Linked DNA regions of Gossypium hirsutum: region 1 is linked to region 2. Evidence: chromatin contacts called from public Hi-C data. All regions are on one chromosome and are shown on one strand. Each heading gives the region's core, a stretch centred on a gene start, on an enhancer-like site or on the middle of the called end of the contact. The rest is flanking DNA. Distances are from core to core; before and after follow the strand shown.

Region 1 (5,191 bases), core at 1,128-3,627, 500 kb before region 2:
AAGAGAAGATATGCCAATAAATGCCAATCATCTGGTGAAATTCTCAAATTCTGATTGGAAGGCAGTGGAAGCTGCAATGAGACATGACTTTGCAAACCAGCCATTACAGGTGATTCATGTTCTACACCTTCTACTTTCATCTTTGGCTGCTTAAGTGAATCTCGGAACACCATTTGAGAGAATGTGCAGTACACAACTATTCCCTAGAAAAGGGAAAAAATTAGATAAAAAAAAGTGATAATACCAAAAAGAAAATCCACAAAATATAATCAATTATAAGATTATTGTATCAAATTTTTCTTTATCAATCTTGTTATCCTACCAAAGGATAGGCTTCCTTCTATCTCAATGCTTAATTTTAAACCAATGTTTTCCCTCCTTAGAAGGGAACAGCACTGTCGATAAAAAGGCAAACAGCTTTAATACAGCCAATGAGCTTCTAAACTTTTCTGGTCACTAGTCAAATTAATGAAAACAAGATTAAATTCCATAGAGGACATATGTTGCCAAGGGATAAAGGTACACTCCAGGTGCTAAAAACCCTTGTATTGCCTCAGGCAGAAGGGGCAAAAAAAAGTTCACCTGATTGAAGTAAGGTGCAATATGCATGCATATGCATATATGTATATGTGGTGTGTATATGTAAGGCTAAGCAATATAATTATGATAAAACACTTTTATCCAATTTATCTACAAAACAAGGAACTTTTTTATTGTTGGCCAATATGCAAAAGTTCCTATTGGTTCCATGTCTGCTGTTCAATACACAAATATTACAAAATAGAGTTTTGATAATATCCCATTTCTTACAAGTAAAGGTACATCTAATGAAAAAGTTGAAAACAAAAGCAATTAAAGAGAACTTCAATTAGGCGGATTTTATATGCCCATCGCCTTACAAAAAAGCACGCCTACGCACACTAGGCGAGCGCCTAATCAAATGTGCCTCGCCCAAAAGGGTCTGAGGTCCTTTGGTTGTCTGAAGCTAAGGCGCAAAAGCATAGGCACACCTTGACAACACAGTATGGTTCAATAAATTAACAATGCATCACTTCAGTATCATCTTCCTATGGGCAAATTAACAGATCATATAGACTCATAAAAAGATCAAAAGCCTGAGATTGCACTGCCATTGATACGAATATACCCAGGAAAACCAAAAACGAGTAGATGTTGCAACAAAATCTGCATGAAAGCAGTATCAAGAACGCAAGCAATATTGCCTAAGACTAACTCAAATCAAAGCTTCAGCCCATTAATGTCCCTTTTTTATTCAAAAGAAGCAGGACAGACATATGAATAACAACTTTTAAAACAACACTTCATCATATAAAACAACACTTTCCCATCTAAACGCAGCGCTGACTATTCATTTCCTGCTTCCAAATGTAAACAGTGCTTCAATCCTTGGAGGAACTGACCCCATGAACAAATTTTTTTCCACAACTCTTACTCTAATAGAAAAGAATCATTTACTTTTATTAGACACCTAAAAAGTGAAAGATAAATTTCTTTATTTGAAAGGTCAAAATGGACACATGGAAAACTTATAGCACCACGTAGAGATTTTCAAGTTTTTCTTTGTTTTTTACACACGATGTGGCAAAAATAGGAGGCATGCCATCCCAAAAATGGAACTGGAGACCTTCAAGATGGGGAGCCTTAAGTTCTAATCAGTGGCATGTCATCGCCAATGGATAGGATATGTGTGTTAAATATGATAATTATCTGCTAAATTTCTGAAATGTCTTGAAAATTGTTGACGGTTAGTAGTTACTGTTATAACTCTCCATTTGTTCTTGTCATCCACTCTTACACTTAATTATAAACTCAAGATATCTGATAATCCAACATGCAATTTTTACTTGATTCTAGGGAAAAAATCATATCAGAAACATACAAAGCCCAGAAAAATTCAACAAGAAAATAAAAAGGAAACAACGTATTTGAAAAATAAAACAAGAAATGAAATGAATTCTACAACTGAAGCTAAAATCTAGCAAATCTTAACATGTAACGAATTAAGATTGAAGTCAAAGAATAATCAGTCCTCACCTTAAGTGAATCAAAATCCGACAAAATTCTTTCGCTCACAGAAATTTCCACGAAAACCGATCTGTGAGAAAAAATTCAAAGGAAAGAAAAAAAAACAAAACCCCTAATTCGCATTACTCTACAGCTTCGATTACCCCCCAAATTCTCTCTCTCCCTTATTTTAAGCTTAGGAACCATATTCCCATATATAGTAAAATATTTATAAATATAATTATGTGAAGAGGATTTTTATCATTTTTCACTTTCTCTCTGAACGCTAGAGAGAGATTTTTTTTATTGGAAAAAGTAATTACTCCTCTCAATAATAATCTCCCATATCATTAACCTAGTGGCGGACCATGTATTACATATATTAATTAAAATATAGTTTATTTTTAGTTTAAATATTCAATTTTTTTTAAATAATTGATGACATATACAACAAATTGAAAATAATAATATAAAATAGATAGGTTAAAAATAAAGAAATTGAAATACTTTTAATACAATAGTTGGTATATATCTTTTACTTTATATATTGAAGAGATACGTTTTTAAATTTATAATGAGATAATATATTAATTTTTAATGTATAAAATTATCATTATAATTTAAATTATTCAAAAGATAATATATAAACTTTATATATAATTTTTCAAAAATAAAAAATTTTACTAATCCATGCATCTTTTGAGAAAAAATTGAATAGTTACTTAAGGTTTCTAAAAAAAATTATTGAAAGAATATATAAAATTTGAAAATAAAATTACAAAAGAGAACGAACTTTTAAAGCCTATTAGGTTTATTTTCTTCTCATATTTTTAAAATTTTTATATATTTTTTATTTTCTTACCTAAAAACTTTAGATAAAATTATTTAACCCTTTTAAATTTTACTTAATATTTCAAATTTTATTTATTTAAAATTGATATAAAAATATAATAATTTAATGATGTCCACGAAATCAATTAAAAATTTGACTAAGGCAAGTGCACCTAGAGGTGTGCATGGGTCGGGCTGGGCTAGGTTTGGGCTGGGCCCAACTAAAAATTTAGGTCCATTTGCTAGGCCCGGCTTGAAAAACGGGCTTAAAATTTTGCCCAAGCCCAACCCGGATAAAAATGTTAAAACTCGAGCTCGACCCGGCCCGCCCATATTAATTTTTATATAATTTAAAATATATATAATACATCAAAAATACTAAAAACATTAAAATAAATATTTCTCAATAAATTGAAAATAAATTTTAAAAATATGTATACTTAAATAACACTAAGATAGATGCAACTTAACAAGCAAATGCCTCTAAAATAAGAACAAAATTAACAAATGTCTTTAAAATAATAACAAATTTAACAATAAAATAAGTTTTATACAATATCCAAACAATAACAACAAAATAGCAGCAACATAATAGTAAAATGGTAGCAAAATAGGGAGAAAATAATATTTAAAAAAATAATTTTTTTGTCCTTTAGTGAATTCGAGTCGGGCCTGGCCTTGTCCAAAAATGCCTTACCCGAGGCCCGGCTCGTTTTTTAAACGAGCCTTATTTTTTTGGCCAAGCCCATTTTTCAAGCCTATATTTTTGCCCAAACCCTCCCACATTTCGGGCGGGACTTCGGGTCAGACCAGGTGGCTCAACCCATGAACAAGTCTAAGTGCACCTATTAATTAATAATATAGTTAAGGTGAGCAAAGATATCGTTCCTACGAATACTAGAAGTACTAGTAATTACTATCTTTCTATTATTTAATCGATAAATTCGAGTGATGGATTAAAACTAAAATTAACTATATTAATTAACTACGATTACAACAAAGAATAATTCAGGAAAATAAATGATTAACAACCAAGAAGCGAAACAATATCCAAGAAAGAATTCACCTAGACTTCATCTGTCACTATCAATCTAAATTACACAATTTCTTCACTTAGTGTCTTGATCCGTAGAAATTCCTAAATTATGCTAATATCTCTTTCGAGAGTAAGAGCAACTGACTCTAGATTGATTAATTGAAATTTCTTTCTAATTAAAACCCCTATTATCGTATTAACTTGAGTTATGAATTCCCCTATTAGATTTGACTCTAATCTGGTAGATTTATGTCGTTTTATTTCTAGGATTGTATGCAACTCCACTCAATTACGTTAGATCTACTCTTAAATAGGGTCTATTCCTTCTCTGATTTAAGCACATCAAACATAGATCAATAATCTAGAAATATTAAAGTAAGAATTAAGCACAGATAATTGAGAATAAGATCTAAGTATTTATTGCGTAAAATAAAAATCAAATGACAGAATTCATCATAGGGTTCATCTCCCAAGGTATTTAGAAAATTAGTTCATGCTTGCAAATAAAAACTTCCTAAAGACAGTATATCCAAAAGAAATAAAAAAACTCATTACAATATCTTGAGAAATCAACTGGGAGTCTTTAATCTTGATGGAAATCTGCTACAGAATGGGTTTCAATGGTGTTTTTCGAGTTGCTTCCTTGAATATTCTATGTGGGTCACTCCTATCTTCATATTTTTTTCATATATATATGTCTTAGAATACCCGAAAAATTTAAAAATCGTGTTTTCTCGCAGTTTAGGGTCCAAATTTGTGAAATTTACATGACCTGCCAAATGGACATATGGCAGCTTCTATGGCTCACACGACCGTGTGGTAGCTTGTGTGGCTCACACGACCGTGTGGCTAGGCCGTGTGGAAAGGGTTAGCCTATGTGCCTCCTATAACTCACTCCGATTTTTCGATTTTCACTTGTTTTTTGCTCCTTTTGCTCCCAAATGCTCTCCTAAGTATAAAAACATGAATTTAAAATATTAGGAGCATAAAATTCACCATTAACATAGAATAATCACCCAAAAACGCATTAAGAATGAGATTAAAACATATTACTTTTAACACCTATCATTTAACACAAAATTTGTCCATGTGTCATTAATAAAAGATGTCCACATCAACTTTGATCTAAAATTTTGTAATATTGTATATTACTTTTCTTACTCAACAATGCACAAATTTAGTTATATGTATCAATTAAAATATATTAAAATTATTTTTTACTTTTGTATAAATTTACTTTTATGTTTAATATTATAAATAAATTTGAATTTTTTTATATTTTTTATATTTTGTAATTTA
Region 2 (4,852 bases), core at 1,153-3,652:
TTATTTATTTATTTATATAATTTCTATGCCATTGTTGTATTTATTACTATTGTATTTGTTATCACGATATTTATACATACATTATAACATTACATCATCTTTTACTCGAATTTAAAAATAGAAAATTTTCAAAATAAAGATAATACTCGTATTTAGGATTTTCAAGAAAATTGAGCCCTAACGTATTGGGTTTCGATTTTCTTCGTAAAATCTAACAATCAAGGATTTTTCTTTAATCAAACAAAATAAAACTTGTCATCGGGAATTCAATGTGTTGTGTCCTAACGTATTGGATGTGACACGTTGATTTCTCGAGAAAAAGATTTTTTTTTTAAATAATAAAGGAAATATTGAATGTTTGGGGTTTTAGGAAATTGTGTCCTAACGTATTGGGCTGCGATTTCTTCATAAATTTTAAACAATTAGATATTTTCTTAAATTTTATTACACGATTTTTTTGGACTAACTCATCTTGAAGAGAATAAAATGTTGTGCCCTAACGCATTGGTTGTGATATTTTTCTTTTTTCAAAATGCGAAAGTCTTAATAAATAATTTAATTTAATTAAGGATCGCATTTTTTTAACTCTCGACTTTAAGACATTAATTAATCAATTTGGTACCAACTTTTGGGCGTTACGAGGGTGCTAATCCTTCCTCGTACGTAACTGACTTCCGAATCCGTTTTTCTGATATTCGTAGACCAAAGTCGTTTTTTTGGTGATCCAATCACACCTTAATAAAAGATTGGTGGCAACTTCCAATTTTTATTTTTTTAAGTCGACAACTAAATTTTTGTTTTTTTCCAAAAATTAACAAATGGTTTCGACACATGTCATTTGCTACATGTTGTTCATACATTAATTGTTTTTTATATAATACTATTAGTATATTTGGCTACTTTGTATAATGTTTGAAAAGTTTATGTACCAATTTGGATCCAAAAAAAGCTTACGTAACAAATTAAGAAAAAAAATATCAAGTTTAGGTATCAAATTGGACATAAAAACCAATGTACCAAATTAAGAAAAAATGAAGTTTAGTTACCAAATCTAAATACTAACAACTTTTTTTTTAATAATTGGGGTAGGAAGTTGGTTAAGATTAAACGCAAGCTTTCATGCCTACAATTTAATACTTTCGCTATTAGGCTAAAAGGTTATTGGAGCTAATAGCAACTTAAATATTTCTTTTATAATGGCAAAATTAAAATACTAAACAATCTTGTAAATGAAGAAATTTTTTGAACAAATTACAACGCGCCATGTTTCAAGCACAAGTTGCCATATGTGAAAAATGATGAAGTAGCATAGTATGTCATTATTATTTTTCTCCAATTAATTAAGAGATAAGTAATTAAATAAAAAGTTACAATATTAAATTATTATTATATTTATAATAAATTAAATTAATTATGAGATAAATAATAAATAAAAGAGTTTAGTCCTTGTAGGGCACTCATATGAAGAGGCTATATTGTATAAAAACTCTTTTACTTGACCAATTGACAATCAAAGGGTTACCTCCAAAACGTTCAAGATAGCATTACAAGTTCAGAAGTCCAAAAGTTCATAAATAAAAGCTTGGATAGAATATTTTTAAAGACTAAAAGTTTTCATCAAAATCTCCAAAAATATTGTAGAAATCAAAGAAATTCTAAAGAATGTCAACATTAGTTATGAAAAATGTTACTCTCCTATCTTGTTTAACAAAAAGGAGGCTAAATACATTCTTCAAGATGAAGTCTAAAAGGATATTGAAGTATAATAATTTATCCTAGATCAAGTCTCGAAGACCCTTGGATCAAAGTTCTTTCCCAATCTAGCTACATCAATATGAAGGAAATAAAACTCATTCTTCAATGTCAAGTCTCAAGAACTCTTGAAGCAAATACCTTAACTCAATATCAAGTATTGCAAGTACTACAACATGGTTCCTGTAGACTAACTACCCTAATAAACAAGCTCGTAAGAAATACTAGGAATGCAAAACATCCAAAAAAACACTACATAAAGCTTTTCCAGAGCAACAAAATTATCTTTCATATAAATAAAAAGAAAAAGCCCTCAAAGGGCCATGAATCCTTGAAATCCATACACCAATCCTCCAAGGGTAAATTGTCCCTCCACAGTAGAAAAACTTAACAATTGTTCACAAAAAACATCAAATATAATTTAAAATCGAAACCAATCATCAATAAATTCATTTTCAATGGTAGAAGTTGTCACACGGCCAACTACAACATTTGACTCAAAACTCGGAGCAACAATCGGGGAAGTAACGTCAGCAACCTTATGAGCTACAATTATTTTACGTGCGTGCGTTTTGAACTTCCTCTACAGTGGGATTTATAACCCTCCTAAATAGGATAGAACAACTGGAATGGGCCATCCTTCAATTGGACATGGATTAATATCCAATCACGACACCCAGCGCCAATGTTCACAATCAACTCTAACAAGCCATCCTTTTTAACTTTATCTACATATAATTATTTATTCAAATTTTGCAACTACAAGACCATAGACTTCTTTTCCTTCTACAATAACGAAACCTCCAACTGATCCATGTTTGCATGACTGTTCGTCTATAGATGCTACTTCAGGGCCTCTAACACTTCCTCTAATAACTGAATTTTCTACTCTTGATCATGTTTCTCCTTTTCTGCAATCTCATAGTAACTAGCAAAAACCCCTAATTGCATAGAAACTGCTTGCCAATAAACAAACAATATCATTAGTGTTAAAATGATCAAGAATTCCTTCATCTCTATCAAATACTAACAGTACATTCTACATTTATAGACTCTGCTAACTAACAAACTAACTTGCATAAAACTAACTCTAACTACCCAGCTAACTATTTTCCTTCTCAACACTCCCCCTCAAGTTCAGGGTTGATATATATCTTTAACCCCCAACTTGGATACTAAATATTCACGCTACTTAATTCCTAAAGCTTTTGTCATTAAATCCGCAAGTTGTTCAGTTGTTCCAACATGCTGCATCTGAATCAATCCTTCTTTAATTTTATCTTGGACAAAATGACAGTCAATTTCTATATGCTTAGTTCGTTCATGAAAGACAGGGTTGGCTGCAATTTGTAGAGCTGCCTTACTATTTGAAAAAATCATAGACTTATCAGGCTGGCTAAGACTGATTTCTTTTAATAAACCATTCAACCAAATAACTTATGCTACTACTACTGCCATACTTATATACTCAGCTTCTGCTGACGATCGAGAAACAGTGGTTTGTTTTTTTTTACTTCTATGAAATGAGAGACTCTCCAAGTTTAACACAGAAACCAGTCACTGACCGCCTAGACATGGGACATGAAGCCCAATCAGAATCACAAAAGGCAATGAGCTGCGGTTTACTAGCTGCAGATAATAGAATACCTTGGCCAGGATTTTTCCTTATGTATCATACCACCCGAAAAACAGCCTCCAAATGTGATTTTTTTGGTTTGTGTATGAACTGGATCAAGTGTTGAACTGCAAACATTATGTCGGGTCGCGTATTGGTCAGCTATAGCAACCTTCCCAAAAGTCATTGATATACTGCAACATCCGCGATTAAGTCATCCCTATCAACCTTTGTTTGTACGAATTCATCATATTCAACCGAGGTAAGTTTTTGATTCTATTCAAGAGGTGTACACATTGATTTCGCTTCTCCTAATCCCAGATCTGCTAACAACTCCAAAGCATACTTTTGTTAGTTCAACACAATTCCTTCGCTCGATCTCATCACCTCTATTCTAAGAAAGTACTTCAACGTACCTAAATCTTTCATCTTAAAATTTTGGTGCAGAATCTATTTTAGTTCATTTATCATACTAATGCTACTCTCTGTAATTAACAGATCTTCAACATAAATGACTAAGATGATTATGTTACCCCCGTTCCTTTTTGTGAACAAGGAATAATCATACTTGCTTTGCACATAGCCTCCTTGCGTTAAGGCATCAGTGAGCTTTAAATTCCATTATCGAGAGGCATGCTTCAAACCATACAGTGACTTACACAGATGACACACTTGAGACTCCCCCTGGCTACGAAAACTATCTGAAAGTTCCATATAGACCTCTTCACACAAGTCGCATTGTAAAAATGCGTTGTAAACATCCATTTAAAAAATAGGCCAATCATGAATGGCTGCCATGCTAACAACAATCCTAACAGTGACATGTTTAACTACAAGGGAAAAATTCTCCTGAAAATCAACACCAGCCTGTTGATTATATCATTTCCCAACCAGCCGGGCTTTAAAACGTTCCACCAAACCATCAGAGTTATGCTTGGTTTTATAAACCCACTTGCAACCAATGGGAACTGCACCAGCAGGTAAAGGAATAACCTCTCACATACCATTGGCCTCCAAAGCTTAAATATCCTATTGCATCGCATCGACCCATCTTGGATTCGAGATGGCCTCAGCATAGGTTTGAGGCTCAATCAAAGAAGAAATATAGGTTGTAAACAATTGAGTATGAACAAGCAAATGCAATGAGGAGTAAACATGAGAAATGGGAAACAAACCTATGGCACAAGAAGTGAAAGATTGGTTGGAGCAGACATAATCCTTCATCCAAGTAGGTGGCTTGACAGACCGTGTACTGCGACGTAAAGAGGTAACAGTAGGTGTCGAGGGTACTGGATGGGAAGAAGAAGATACGGGTAAACTAGGTGAAGATGAAGGAATAGGAATAGAAGGCGAAGGTTCAAGTTGAAGAAAAATAAAGCTATCAGTGACAGGGAAAGGCAAAAAGTGTTTGGTAGGAAAAGTAAAAGGAAACACTGTCTCATGAAAAACAACATCACGATTAACAAAGAAAGTTTTTGTTTCAAG

Evidence for each region. Hi-C and Micro-C count contacts between places; a contact is called where the count stands out from the background.
Region 1: a contact with region 2 is called in a Hi-C map of leaf, with 2.7 times the contacts expected there. The contact joins the promoter of LOC121215342 here to the enhancer-like site in region 2. A contact is called at or near these places in 3 of 34 Hi-C or Micro-C datasets (all in leaf).

What each region holds. Positions count from the first base shown.
Region 1 is chrD03:9,914,921-9,920,111 of Gossypium_hirsutum_v2.1, reverse strand. LOC121215342 (F-box/kelch-repeat protein At5g60570) reads right to left here and starts at 2,377. Exons shown (of 2, transcript XM_041089729.1): 1 at 2,056-2,377; 2 at 1-203. The coding sequence starts at 173.
Region 2 is chrD03:9,413,096-9,417,947 of Gossypium_hirsutum_v2.1, reverse strand. No RefSeq gene overlaps it. Among protein-coding and RNA genes, the nearest start is that of LOC107950530, 5.2 kb to the right of the region's middle. Within about 2 kb of position 2,402, at least 5 of the 9 cell types and tissues checked have an H3K27ac peak or open chromatin away from gene starts, as enhancers often do. A contact at or near this core is called in leaf, where this site is marked.